2 separate regions of the Mus musculus genome follow, and region 1 is linked to region 2. A link is a contact called in public Hi-C data. All regions are on one chromosome and are shown on one strand. Each heading gives the region's core, a stretch centred on a gene start, on an enhancer-like site or on the middle of the called end of the contact. The rest is flanking DNA. Distances are from core to core; before and after follow the strand shown. Region 1 holds the start of Eif4e (eukaryotic translation initiation factor 4E). Region 2 holds the start of Papss1 (3'-phosphoadenosine 5'-phosphosulfate synthase 1).

Region 1 (6,215 bases), core at 2,021-4,520, 7.0 Mb before region 2:
AGAGCAACCACTCAACTCCAAAAGGAAATCTTACAAATGTTACCAAGAGCACTGCATGACTATCCTACAAGCCAGGGGGTACCGACAGAAGAAAATGAGCTCCGCAATGTCATTTCGCATACTGTCTCCAACTAGTTTCCATCCAAGTTTCATCCTTCACACTTGTTAGGTTTCTAGGTTTCTCTTGTCCTTAAATTTACACACTATCCACATCAACCCTGCCATCACTAGGAAGAGTATTTCACCTCTGACCCAGACACTGACGAGGAACAAAGCACAGACCACATTTAATATAACTTTGTATCCTAGATATCACTCTGTACCCACCCAAAACTATCAGCAACTCCTAAGTACTGACTCAGAACAAAATCCAATGACTACATTGTGGCTTTAGCACAATCCAAGACTTAAGTGGAACTGAGATGTCATAGAACACATTGCTGTTTATTGCTTAGCTTTGCCTCTATTATTATCTGTAATATTTTCCTCTAACACTGGTAGAGAAAAGTAGAAGATTCAATCAGGAGACAGGAGAACTTGTCAAGAGTCTAGGTTACATTTAAATGCTTCCCCTCTTGCTCTTACATTGATATTCTAAAGTTAATTTCACCAACAACTTATGATGCAGTTTTGCAAAATGCCAGGAAAACTGATGTCAATAAAGAACAAGTAAATCATGTCTCCACTCCCAAAAAGTTGTCTTGAATTTTGCCAAGATAAGGCCATTTTGCAAACATATCAAATTATTCATATTCAGTCTATCGGTGAGTTTTAAAACATCTGGCAAAGGTGTTCTACAGAGGTTTCTGGTTGCTAGTCTATGCCTTTATGCGCCTGAGACTTTCACACATGTGTGACATTCCTTAAAAAAAAAAAAAAAAACCTGCGATGGATGGCCAGTGAGCCAGCTGCTGGCAAACCCAAACCATGACAGAAGAAAAAAAAAAAAAAAAAATCACCACCTTCGGGCTACCGGAGTTACGCCGTGATGCTCTATGTGCATCTTGCTTCAATTAATTTCAAAATAGCGCTTTCATTAAGAGGGAAGCAGTATAAAGTTAAGAAGGAAACATCAAATGGAAAAGCAAATGCTGATGAGCTTAAGTGATGGTTCGAGAAAAGCGCCTGAATCTCGATCCTCGGGACTCTAAAAGCTGTCCTCTGACCTCCACTCGCAAGTCGCGGCTCGCGCCACTGCCCCCACCATGCTTTAAAAAAAAATGTTTTTTCTTTTAATTTAAGAAAAGGTAATCTTGAAAGTTCCTATTTCTAAAATTAAGTGTTCGTTGGCTATCTCCCAGACGATCTGGTGGTGGCTTAAGAGCGGAAGAATCTACCCGGTCCTCGGAGGCGTGCGCGCTGCGCCCCGAGGATGAATGAATGGAAAGCCCGGCGCGTGTGAAATGCAGGTCTCCGGCCAGCCGACCCGCGGCGGCGATCTGTAGGCCTCGCTCCTCCCCCTTCCCTCCTCCATGACAGCCCCGTCCCGGCGTGGAGGGGCCAGGACAATGTGATCCCCACCTCAGCCGGCCCCTGTCCCCGGCGCCGGGAGGTGCGCGACACGACCCCTGAGCATGCTCCCCTACTCAACGCCACGGCCCCCGGCTCCCCGCGGGACGCGCCCGCCCAGCTCCCGCGCGCCCACCGGTGGGCTCCGCCAGCCCACCCTCCTCCGCAGCTCCAGAGCGCGGCCCGCACGAGGACCCCCGGCGGCGGGTCGCCGGCGACGGCGAGGCGCCGCTGCCTCGGGCTCCCTCTCCGGCTCTCTCGGGCCGGCTCGCCGCCCACCAGCCACGGTGCCCGCTAGGAGCCGCCCGCCCCACGCCCCCCCGAGACCCCGGGACCCCACGCCGATCCCCGCGCCCGTGTCCCGAGCCGCCCTCCGCCCGCCGCATCGCGGCCCCGCGCGGCGCCCCTCCCCCCACCGCCCCGGTGCCCGGGCCCCCACACGGCGTGTGCGCTCCACGCTGCCGCCGCCAGCCTCCCGGCGCCGAGGCTGCCCGCCGAAGGTCAGGCCGGGGGCGGGCAGGGACCGGACGCGGCGGGAGGCGCCGTGCGCGCCGGTAACGCCGTCCTGCGGGAGTCCCTGAGCGGAGGAAGCCGGAGCGCGGGGAGCTCGGGGGTGGGGGCCGAAGGCAATACTCACCGGTTCCACAGTCGCCATCTTAGATCGATCTGATCGCACAACCGCTCCTGAAGGGGGGGCGAGAGGAAAAAAATGAGATTCAAACCGGATTGGCCGGCTCCTGCCCACGTGACGGACGTGTCCGTTTGGCCCTAGCGGCGCCTGCGCAAGACTGCAGCTGCTTGGGGAAGGAGAGGCTTCTGGGAAGTGGAGTCTTTTTTTTTTTTTTTTTTTTTTTTTTTCTTAAGGCAAGAAGTTTTTTTTTTTCTTCCAAAAAAAAAAAAAGTGATCACGTGGTCGCTGGCGAGGGTGCGTGGCTCCCGGCGCCGCGGGCGCTTCCTGCCGAGTTGGATTTAGGCCTCTGCTGGGCAGCGGGCAGAGCTCCGGTTGCACTCACTGCGGGGCATTCCTGCTGTGCCTTCTGTCGCCCAGTCCTCCCATCTTTCCTAGAAGGTTGAGAACTGCAGGCTCAGCACACGCAAGAAGGCTTCATTTGCTTAGCTGAGGTCCTAAGACAAGTTGCTTTTTATTTAGTTTTTCTTTTCGCCTCCCACCATTTTCTCTTGGTTTCTGAAAGAGGCGGCGATGGAGAGTCGTTGATGTGGTCTGCGTCTCCCCAGTCCCCGGTCCACTAACGCGGGTGGTCCCTTGCTACCATCGCTGCCCAAGCGGGTGGGCGGGCTTGCCCCACGGTACCCTCTCACTCGTTTGGGGAAGGGGAGTGCACGCGTCGGCTTTTCCTGTTCCCAGTCCTGAGATGAAGGCGTCAGGGGTGAATCTTGCTGGACGTGAAAGTTTGGAAGTTCTGTCCAATCGGTTCCAGTATTCTGCTTGGACGTGGACGGAAATAGCCTACGTCCAGGTGCCAGCCAGGGAAGCCACTCGGGGCTCCGCTGACTCAGCCCTGGACTGAAGGTCAGGAGTCGTTAAACCGGGTCAACTATGACTCTTGACGTTGACTCATACTCCTTAGGCGAGTGACTTAATACGCTCAGTGCCTCAACTTTTTCATTTATGAACCAAAGATGATAATACACTTACCTCACAAGGGTGTGCTGTGGTAAGGACTGTAACCAGCTTTGAAAACGCTTCGGAATCTAGAAGCAAGCGCGTGCCTTCCTTAAGGACCAGCTCCCTCCGCCTCCGCTGCTGTTTTAGCAATCTTGCTTCTTGACCCTGGGTCTTTTGAAGCGCAGGATGGCCTTGAACTTGAGGTATAGGGGAGGATGGCCTTGAACTGTCGATCCTCCTGCTTCCACCTCCCCCCCACAAAGTATCGGGATTACTGGCGCGTGCTGGGCGTGGGGGTGGGTTGGGAGAGCACTTTTTTGCTGAGATAGGGATGGAACTCAGGGCTTCCTGAGCGCTAGGCAAGCACTCTACCAACTGAGCTATATCCCCAAGCCTTAACAGTGTCTTAAAATTTTCTTTTCTTTACTTTGTTGCGTACACCGATGCAGTTTTAAAGGGAATGTAGCTGCTCTCAACAGAAACTTCGTGTTCATGAACTTATGTTCATAACAACTAACAAACAGAACTGGCATGCTACATTTTCTTCTAAGTTACCAGGCCGTCAAAGCACTGTTGGGTAAAGTTCCTAATGAGGGAGCCAGGATCTCATGGCTTCCACGCAGCTTAAAAATGTTACCGCCAGGAAAAGCAGTGTAAGCAGGCTATCTCGTGTCTGCCTCTCCATGGCATTGCTGTTGTCCAGAGCTGTGTCATAGCTATTATTGAGTACATAATGGATGCTTGGGTTGACTAACACATAATTGAGGCTGTGTAAGAACTCAAAGCCAGTGCCTGCTCGTGTTTTTGTTTACCAGGATGGCAGAAGTGATTTTAAACGAAAGCTTCTGTTTAAGTTGGCGTGAGTAGATTCTCAAGTAGACATAGCTCTATGAACTAAACACATAGGTGAATTTCTATGTACAAATCTGTTAACACTAACCAAAGTAATTATAATTGACCCCTTATTTTCTGTTGTCTGTAAAGTGATGTCTGGTTAATTTCTATGAGAAGACAGCATTAGGGTGCTGAGTTGTAGCTCAGTTGATAGAGTGTTCATCCAGCCTAGATTCCCCCCAACACCACATAAACCCAGCATGCTGGAGGATCAGGACTTTAAATTCAGTGACATGGCAAGTTCTAGGCCACCCAAAGAAACAGGAGAATCTCTATCCAAAGAAAGGAAAAAGACAACCTAAATATCCTGTTTTGAGCTTCAGGGTTGGTTACAGCACAAACCAATCCATTGGCAAGAAAGTATCCTGACAAGCCTGAAAACCACCAATATAAAGTTTTTGTTTAAAATGACATTTGATTGTTTTTTTTTTTTTAACCTTCTTCCTCTGTTGTCAGTGAAGACTCATATTTTGGGCTACAGGTATAACTCAGGGGTAGAATGTTTGCCTAGCTTGCTTAAGATTCAGGATCCAGCCGGGCGTGGTGGCACACACCTTTAATCCCAGCACTCAGGAGGCAGAGGCAGGTGGATTTCTGAGTTTGAGGCCAGCCTGGTCTACAGAGTGAGTTCCAGGACAGCCAGGGCTACACAGAGAAACCCTGTCTCAGAAAAAAAACAAACAGAACAAAAAAAGACTCAGGATCTACTTCCTAGTACCCCTGTGTTCCCACAAAGACTTGCGCTTTTACAGTTTTTTTTTTGTTTTTTTTTTTTGTTTTTTTTGTTTTTTGGTTTTTTTGGTTTTTCGAGACAGGGTTTCTCTCTGTAGCCCTGGCTGTCCTGGAACTCACTCTGTAGACCACGCCGGCCTCGAACTCAGAAATTCATCTGCCTCCCAAGTGCTGGGATTAAAGGCGTGTGCCACCACTGCCTGGCTCGCCCCATTCTTTATAGTTTAAGTCATCTCTATATCTGTATATGATTTATTGACTATTTTTAAACATTTCAGATGTGTTTGCCTAGTGTCAACACTTACGATTTCATCTTGTCAAATATATGGGGGCTAGATTTTTATGTGTTATGTCGGTCTGTATACAATCACTTTCATTTTGCTTATTTATTCATTTATTTGTGGACCCAGAGTCTTGCTATGTTGTCCAAGGTGGTCTTGAACTCATAGACTCATAGGATCCTCCCATCTAGTCTTCCAAAGAGGCTGCAACTGAAGCCACAGGCAGCTGTGCCCAGCCATCACCTTACTACCACACCCATGCTTGTGCATGTGGTGGCGCACGCCTTTAATCCCAGCACGTAGGAGGCAAAGGCAGGCAGTTTGAGGCCAGCCTGATCTACAAACCAAGTCCAGGACAACCAAGGCTCTGTTACACAGGGAAACCTGATCTCAGAAAGCCAAAGGAAAAAGGAAAAAGGAAAAGAAAAGTTTAATTTAAAATCAGGGAAATGTTTGAGAGATGCTCTGATGCTGGCCTGTATGATGGAGTTGTCTAGATCACACACAACTACTTTGGCCCAGGGTAGTGTCGATATAACTAGTCCTTATAATCCTGGCCTGATCGAATGTTACTGGGCTTTAGTAAATAATGAAGATAGCTTCTCAATATAATACATTCCTCAGTCTGGTATGTTACCATTTTAACTCATGTTAAGACTTCAAATAAGAGCCAGGTAGTGGTGGCTCACGCCTTTAATCCCTAGCACTTGGGAGGCAGAGGCAGGCGGATTTCTGAGTTCAAGGCCAGCCTAGTCAGAGAGTTCCAGAACAGCCAGGGCTATACAGAGAAACCCTGTCTTGAAAAAACAAAAAAACAAACAAACAAAAAGACTTCAAATAATTTGACAGAACACACGGGTTGTTTCTGTCATACTTTTCTTTGGAGTTTTAGTCTCTTGACTTAGATGACTGAAGTCATTGTTTTGCCAGACTTTTCTACTATGGTTGGAACTAATCACACCTGCTATGGTCTATATAAAAATATTTCTGCTTGCTGCCTAGGGTTTTCATTGTTGTTTTTACTTAAGCTTCAAAACGTTAGACGTCCATAGCTCTTGATAAGTCCTAAGCAGATTTTGAGATACAGGAAATTGTATAACCAAATAAATGACCTCAATATTGTAAGCTGAGTAATGTCTAGGAATAATCTAAACCAACTTCTAGTTTATACA
Region 2 (6,584 bases), core at 4,039-6,538:
GGGACAGAACTTCAATCTAAAGCTTTCCATCTATGCCGTTCATTCCCTTACTTAAACAGACTAAAGATTTATGTTGTCAAGAGCACCAGGGCTACTCTACACCCTACCCGTCTACCTTCTGGCCACATGGGAGCTCAGCAGATACAAAACATCTCTAATGAAACATGTCAACAGGATACAGGATAGCATCACCACATATGGAGCTGTACGAGCAATTCAACCCAGGAACAAGGGAGTATGGAAAAGGTCCACGTGGCGACATACTTAAGGTCAAACAGCCCAAAGCTCGGAAGCGTCTCACTAAGGGGCCATCCAGGCAGCCCAGGCAGCAGCAAACTATAAAACCCTAAGGATGTGATGTGTAAAAAGGAAGATGTGCTGAGCTGCGGGGCTTTGGGGAGTGGTCGGAGAGGGAATCAGGAAACCAGAATGCGGCTACCTATGTGTGGTTCAGAATCTTCTGCTCCACTTCAGACTTCTCTGAGGGAAGAACGGTAACAACTCTAGCAAGAAGATGCCCTTGTACAACCCAGTCCACCATAAAGCTAACCTGAGCAGGGGGTTCAGCTGGATACGATTCTATGGAAGGGTGACACTTGAGTCTCAAACAAGCAGCCCCAAGCTTCCCAGAGTCAAGTGACAGGTTACAAAGGGTAGAGGGAAACTGTCCCCATTGCAAGCAAGATTGTATCAACTAGAGAATGACATTTGTTACATTTCAGACATCAAAGGAGGCTCCTGTAGAAAACAGACTCTTGGTTTTTCTTTACTACACCTGTTGGTATATGGTAACAGCTGAACAACGAGCTTCCTCCCATCAGGACACTACATTTTCTTATCTCTTACTTAAGACTTCTGTGAAGCAATTTCTTTTTCCTGCTCCTCAGCAGAATGCAGTGTCTAAAGCTTAGAACCTGTTCTCAATATGTTAATTAACACCCTAAGTCCTGCTCAAAGCTACTACTAGGTCTTTACTCCTAGCCTAGCCTAGTTTAATACCTGTAACAATGTGCCCAGGTCCCAGAGAGCAAGTGCGAAGTGCCGACCCGGAACTAAGATGTGTGATAAATGCAAAATACCCTCCAGACCGGTACATACCAAAAAGGCTTAAAGCATCAGTAACTTTACACTGATCACAAATAGCACTGAGCTTGTATATATATTAAAAATATAAATTCAGTGAAAATATCTGGGCTATATTAAGCTAAACAAATCATATTACTGACATCTAATTTATATTTCTCCACTTATTTTTATGTCTTTTTCTTTTAAGTTATACAGGTGATTCAATTTCTCTGAACACAAAATTACAATTTCAGCTAAGGCTGTCCCTTCAGATACAGGCTTAGAATTCGAGTTGGGCTACAAGTTTTGCATATTCTGGAAACTGTGGTTTATATCATACATTAGGCTCTGGAAACAAACTTATTCTTGTAAGGTATTGAGATCTAATGACAATGAATGATATGTGGATCCTGATTTGGGCTCTCAACTGATTTGAGTGGAAAACATTGGTTCTGCAGAGAACTTTCAGTAGACTTAAGATTATCCTAGTCTTAAACACTGACCAGTGAGAGGTGAGAAGATTCAGGGTCCTGATGGAGACAAGTTTTAAGTGGACAGGAAGGTCACCTGGTGAGCATGACCATGAGCCTTCAGCACTGTCCCTGAAGCCTGAAGTTGGGGGAGGGTTAAAACATGCTTTCTGAGATCTATAAATTGACAATCAAGGGTATTGGAATTCCTTAAACATGTTCTCTTCACAGGGCTCTTCAGCCACTTGTGTCTGAATATGTGTGGGAATGGATTTTAAGGGTGTGGGATAAGGGTGGAAGGAACATAAAACTAGAGCAGGCTGAGTTTATTGACATGGGTCCTCTGAGTAGAGATTCTAGGTTTAATACGGAAGCTCGCATAGTTAAAAAAGGTGTCAAAAGTTTGTTTGAATGGTTGGCTGAGGTGTTTATCAAAAGATGGCCTACTGGAAATGACTTGGAGATGCCTGATATTCCATGGCTTAGTGTTGATGAAGGGATTTTAAGACTTAGGGAAATTGCAATGCTAGAGTGGATATATTGTGTAAAGCATAATTGTCCACAATGGGAAGGTCCAGAAGATATGCCTTTCACCAGCTCTATAAGACGCAAATTGGTGAGAGGGGCACCAGCACATTTGAAGGGTTTTGTTCTTTCCCTTTTCCTTGTGCCAGATCTTAGCATTGGAGATGCTTCTGCTCAATTAGATGAATTAAATTCACTGGGTTTAGTTGGATTCCGAGGTAACAAGGGCCAGGTGGCAGCACTGAATTGCCCGAGACAAGGTGATTCTAGTTATTATAATGGACAGCGTAGACAAAAGAATGTTTATAATAACATACCCAGTAATGGTCAGCACAGGAGAGGTGAAATTTATAATGGCATGACTCGGTTGGACATCCTCTAGGCTCCAGATGCCTGTACTCCACTGCTGCTGCTGCTCTTGGTGGTCTGATTATTTCCTTTTCCCCAGTGTACAGTTACCCTTGTAAAAGGCCGTAGGTCCCTCTGGGGAAGAACTGGAGAAAGGGTAACAGCAAAACCTTTGAGTGTCTTATCAAGATCCTTCCTCAGAGGAACCTGGCCACCCCTTCATTCAAGGGGTTCTGGATCTGCAAACTGTCTCAAGTCTGGAAATTGACTCACTGGCCGAGATTGCTGTTTACCACGATCTAATGTAGCCTTTCTTTCATTTGGCTGTTTACCACGATCTAACCCTGTCCCTCCGTTTCCTCATTTATAAAATGGAGACGCTACATGTGGTAACTCTATGAGTTCTGGGACAGCACATGGACACATTCAGGGTCCTGGTTTTTAAACCCCACCCAGGGAAACACTGCAAAAACTCAACAAGTTAACGTAGATACAACATTTCAGCCTACCTCCCAACGTCCAGATCAAAACTTCAGGACCATCTTTTAATGTCTCTCTCCCTGTCATCGCCTCAGTCTAGTCTGGTCTTTCCTGTCCGTTTCTTTCCTGCTTTTAGCTAGCCATTCAACTGTTCACACCGGATTGGCCAACAAGAACACCTTAAACAGTGTGGCTATGTCAACCAGGCTTCTAGTCTGCCAACTTAATCCTCACGATGGCACAGTCGGTGCCTGCATTTCCTCTGCAAACCAGTCTTCCTGGATTGCCCGTTTTATGGAATGAGAACATTAACATAATAGTGCATAGATTTTTTTTTTTACACTCACACCCATCGGATGAGTTAAGTGTGTTAGAGGAGGTCATTCTTTTAGAGACTGGAAAAAAAGGAAAGTTCAGAAAAATTTAAAAAATTCTAACTCCATTCCAAATCTCCTAGAAAAATCACCCTAACTCTTTAGCCAAACATTTACATTACACAACCCTGCTCCACCCCATCTTTATCTCTGCTCCCCAACAAAAACTACCTTCAGTAGTCAAACATGTCTCCGCTCAGGGATGTAATGGCTCCACCCACCTCAGAAATATGAGGTTCTCCATAAACTCATAAAAACCCCTGGGGCCAAACTAACCTTGCCTCTAAACTGCAATAAAACTCCTATCTTAGGCCACTCACTGTGGCCCATAAAAACATATGCCCTTAACAATCAGTTGCCATGGGCAACTGCAAAGCAAGCCCTGAGCCCCATGGTTTTTTATAGCTGTCAAATATGGATCTCTACATTAGCAAATAATGTAATACATAAATGAATTAGGGCAGCAGAAGAGTTGGCTCAGCAGTTGACAGCACTCGCTCTTACAGAGGATCCCCAGAACACACACAATGGTGGCTCACAACTACCTGTAACTGCAGCCCGAAGGGGATCCTACACACCCTTCTGGAACATCAGGCGCGCACCTGGTGCATACACATACACACAGGGAAAACACTCAGACTCAAAAAATAACAAAATGATCTTTAAATAAATGACTTATAGACAGACAGTATTACTGAAACTTCTTTGAAATACTCCAATTTAGTCAACTTACCTCCCTATCCGTAAAATCCTGTTAGCAACAATAGTGATGCTGAATCGGAGTTTCAGAGCAATGGTTTCGTTGCTCTTTCACCTTCGTTATCTTCTCTACTCAGAAAGACAATCCTGAGAAGGACACACTGTTACACCCTCCAGTCACCTGAGATTCAGAGTGGAGTGACTGTCCTCAAGATCACCCAACTTACAAACAGCAAGGCGGGGGACTGGAGCCCACGCCAGGAGTCTGTCCCTTCCAACCTCCTAATCTCCCTTTTATCTCACATCCCTCTCACCTTCTAAGAAGTTAAGGTAAAGGATGAAAGAAGACAGTGAGAATTCTTGAATCTGACAGCAGACGTGGCAAATCAATGACTTCAAAAGAACACTAGCCTGAAACAGCGTTTTTTTTTTTAACTTTCTCCTGACTCACCAAGGGCAGGTGATGATTTACAAGATTAAATTAAACTTCATGATCCTGTTACCTGCGGAATAAAAGAAAAAAAAAATCCATCTAACGCTGAAGCAGGGCCTTTGCAGCCTCCAAAGTTGGATGGTCTCCAGCTTCGCGCTTACCATCTTAGCTGCCACCACCAATGAATAAACTACAGAAGTAAACGACCCTCTGAAGCCATAGCACTTGGCCAATGAAGCCAACTGGCACTCGCTGTTCAATGTTAGAAACTATTAATCTTCCCACACCTAACTGTCACCAGAAATCGAGTCTTTAAAAGTATGTCTGTGTCCGACATTCCAATTTAAAACAGAGACACAAAGAACCTCAGTCCTGCAGTCCCGATCCATGAATGACCACATTGTTATTCTCTCAGTACACTGCAACTCAGAAACGTAAAGACTCGGAGACCGACCCAAACCTGGGCCAAGCACACCCGGAACGTGCAGAGGCGCCTCCGTCTGCCTCCGCCGCAGCCCTCCGCCTCGCCAGCCTAGGGGACAGCTCCGGGCCTGGACTCGCCTTCACCGGCCGCCGCCGCCCGGGTCCCCGCCCCCGGCTCCCGCAGGATGCACGGGCAGCCCGCGGTTCCCACAGCCACCCACGCTCCCCGCGCTCCGGCCTGCGGCCACCACTCACCCAGTTCTGCGCGTTATTGCTCAGCTTGACTTTCTTGCACAGACTCCCAGGAATCTCCATGGCCGCGGAGCGCGGATGCACTGCTGCTGAGAGCCCCGGGGCCGAGCAGTGGGAGAGAGGCCGAGGGGCGGGGCGGAGCAGGGAGAAGGGGCGGGGCCTGCACCCCGGGCTCAGGCGCGCGCTGACGTGCGCTCCAGCTAGTGATCGCCTCGGCTGGAGCTAGGCATCCGAGCAGCGTGGAGGGCGGGGCGAAGCGGAGGCGCGGGGTCGAGACCTCAACATCCAATCACCAGGAGGGGCGCTTGAAGCTCCGCCTTGACCCAGGACGAGGGGCGTGGTCTGAGGGTTTGTTGAAGAGAGCCTTCAGATGCTGAGCATGCGCAGTGAGCGAGGCGGAGCGACGCCTGCAGAGCTGGGCGTGGGAGACGCTCCCTAGAGCTGAGGCTGGTAGGGGAAGAAGCTGACGTGGGCTCCTGCTGCTCTCTAGCTTTTCTTCCGCAAACACTGCACAGGCTCGATGTGTGCGCTTGTCAACTAGGCCGACTTTGAAAAAATGTTTCCCAGCCCTGCAAAAAGTAGGATTACTTAAGTGAATTCACCATTACATGTTGCTCACCGCTTTGCAATCCTACTCAGTGCACAATGTTTTTTTGACATCAACTGTATCTCATCAAGGATTAGAAAGTATTTGTAAGGTGACGCCTTTCCCACTTGGAGAGCCGCTTTCTATCAGGAAATTTCTATGCAGTGTTTGTTGCCGCTGACTAGCCACAAAGGGGCTTCTCTAGTACTTGCTACTCATAGAGGACTAAAATCCAGGTTCCCTGGTACGCAAGGCGGAATGCTCACCTATAAAGGGCATTTCCAACCACATATAGTCCATGATCAGTTCGTAAAAGAATGGGGCTGGGAGGGGGAGGCCTTCTCCAGGAGTTATAACCCTTCGCACTCATCCCCATAACTTTAAGCTCACCATAACCATAACTGCAAACATCCACAGTCTCACAAAATTTAGCTGCTTACTCCGCTACTGATGACGACCAGTGATCACACACACACACACACACACACACACACACACACACACATATCAATCAACACTTGAGGCTTACTTGCATAGCCTATTGCTAGCAAGTCAGTTCCTATTTGCTCCACTGACAAAGTCTCAAATTAATCTCCCTCCTCCACGTCTAACAGGAGTCGTCATTGCACAGATACACGCGCCACACACCACACACACACACACATACACACCACGCACACAGAGAGACGCACACAACAAGTATCACTCCTCTGCCAACCTCTCTGTTCTCAATAGTGTCAGACAGGTACTTCTAACATGCAAATCAGATCTTATTCCTCCACCATATATATAAAATGTCTTTATTGCTTGCTTGTTTTGTCTTTCTTTCTTTCTTCCTTTCTTCCTTTCTTTCTTTCTTTCTGGTTTGTTTGTTTTTGTGTTCTTGAGTCAGGATGTCTCTTTATAGCCCTGGCTGTCCTGAAATTCAC

Evidence for each region. Hi-C and Micro-C count contacts between places; a contact is called where the count stands out from the background.
Region 1: a contact with region 2 is called in a Hi-C map of CD8 T cells, with 6 times the contacts expected there. The contact joins the promoter of Eif4e here to the promoter of Papss1 in region 2. A contact is called at or near these places in 1 of 39 promoter capture datasets (pre-B cells) and 1 of 484 Hi-C or Micro-C datasets (CD8 T cells).

The regions. Positions count from the first base shown.
Region 1 is chr3:138,523,246-138,529,460 of GRCm38.p6, reverse strand. It overlaps Eif4e (eukaryotic translation initiation factor 4E), which reads right to left and starts at 3,270. Exons shown (of 8, transcript NM_007917.4): 1 at 3,167-3,270; 2 at 2,147-2,193. The coding sequence starts at 2,164. Mir1956 (microRNA 1956) reads right to left here and starts at 3,040; the gene lies at 2,976-3,040.
Region 2 is chr3:131,563,472-131,570,055 of GRCm38.p6, reverse strand. It overlaps Papss1 (3'-phosphoadenosine 5'-phosphosulfate synthase 1), which reads right to left and starts at 5,288. Exons shown (of 12, transcript NM_011863.2): 1 at 5,073-5,288. The coding sequence starts at 5,132.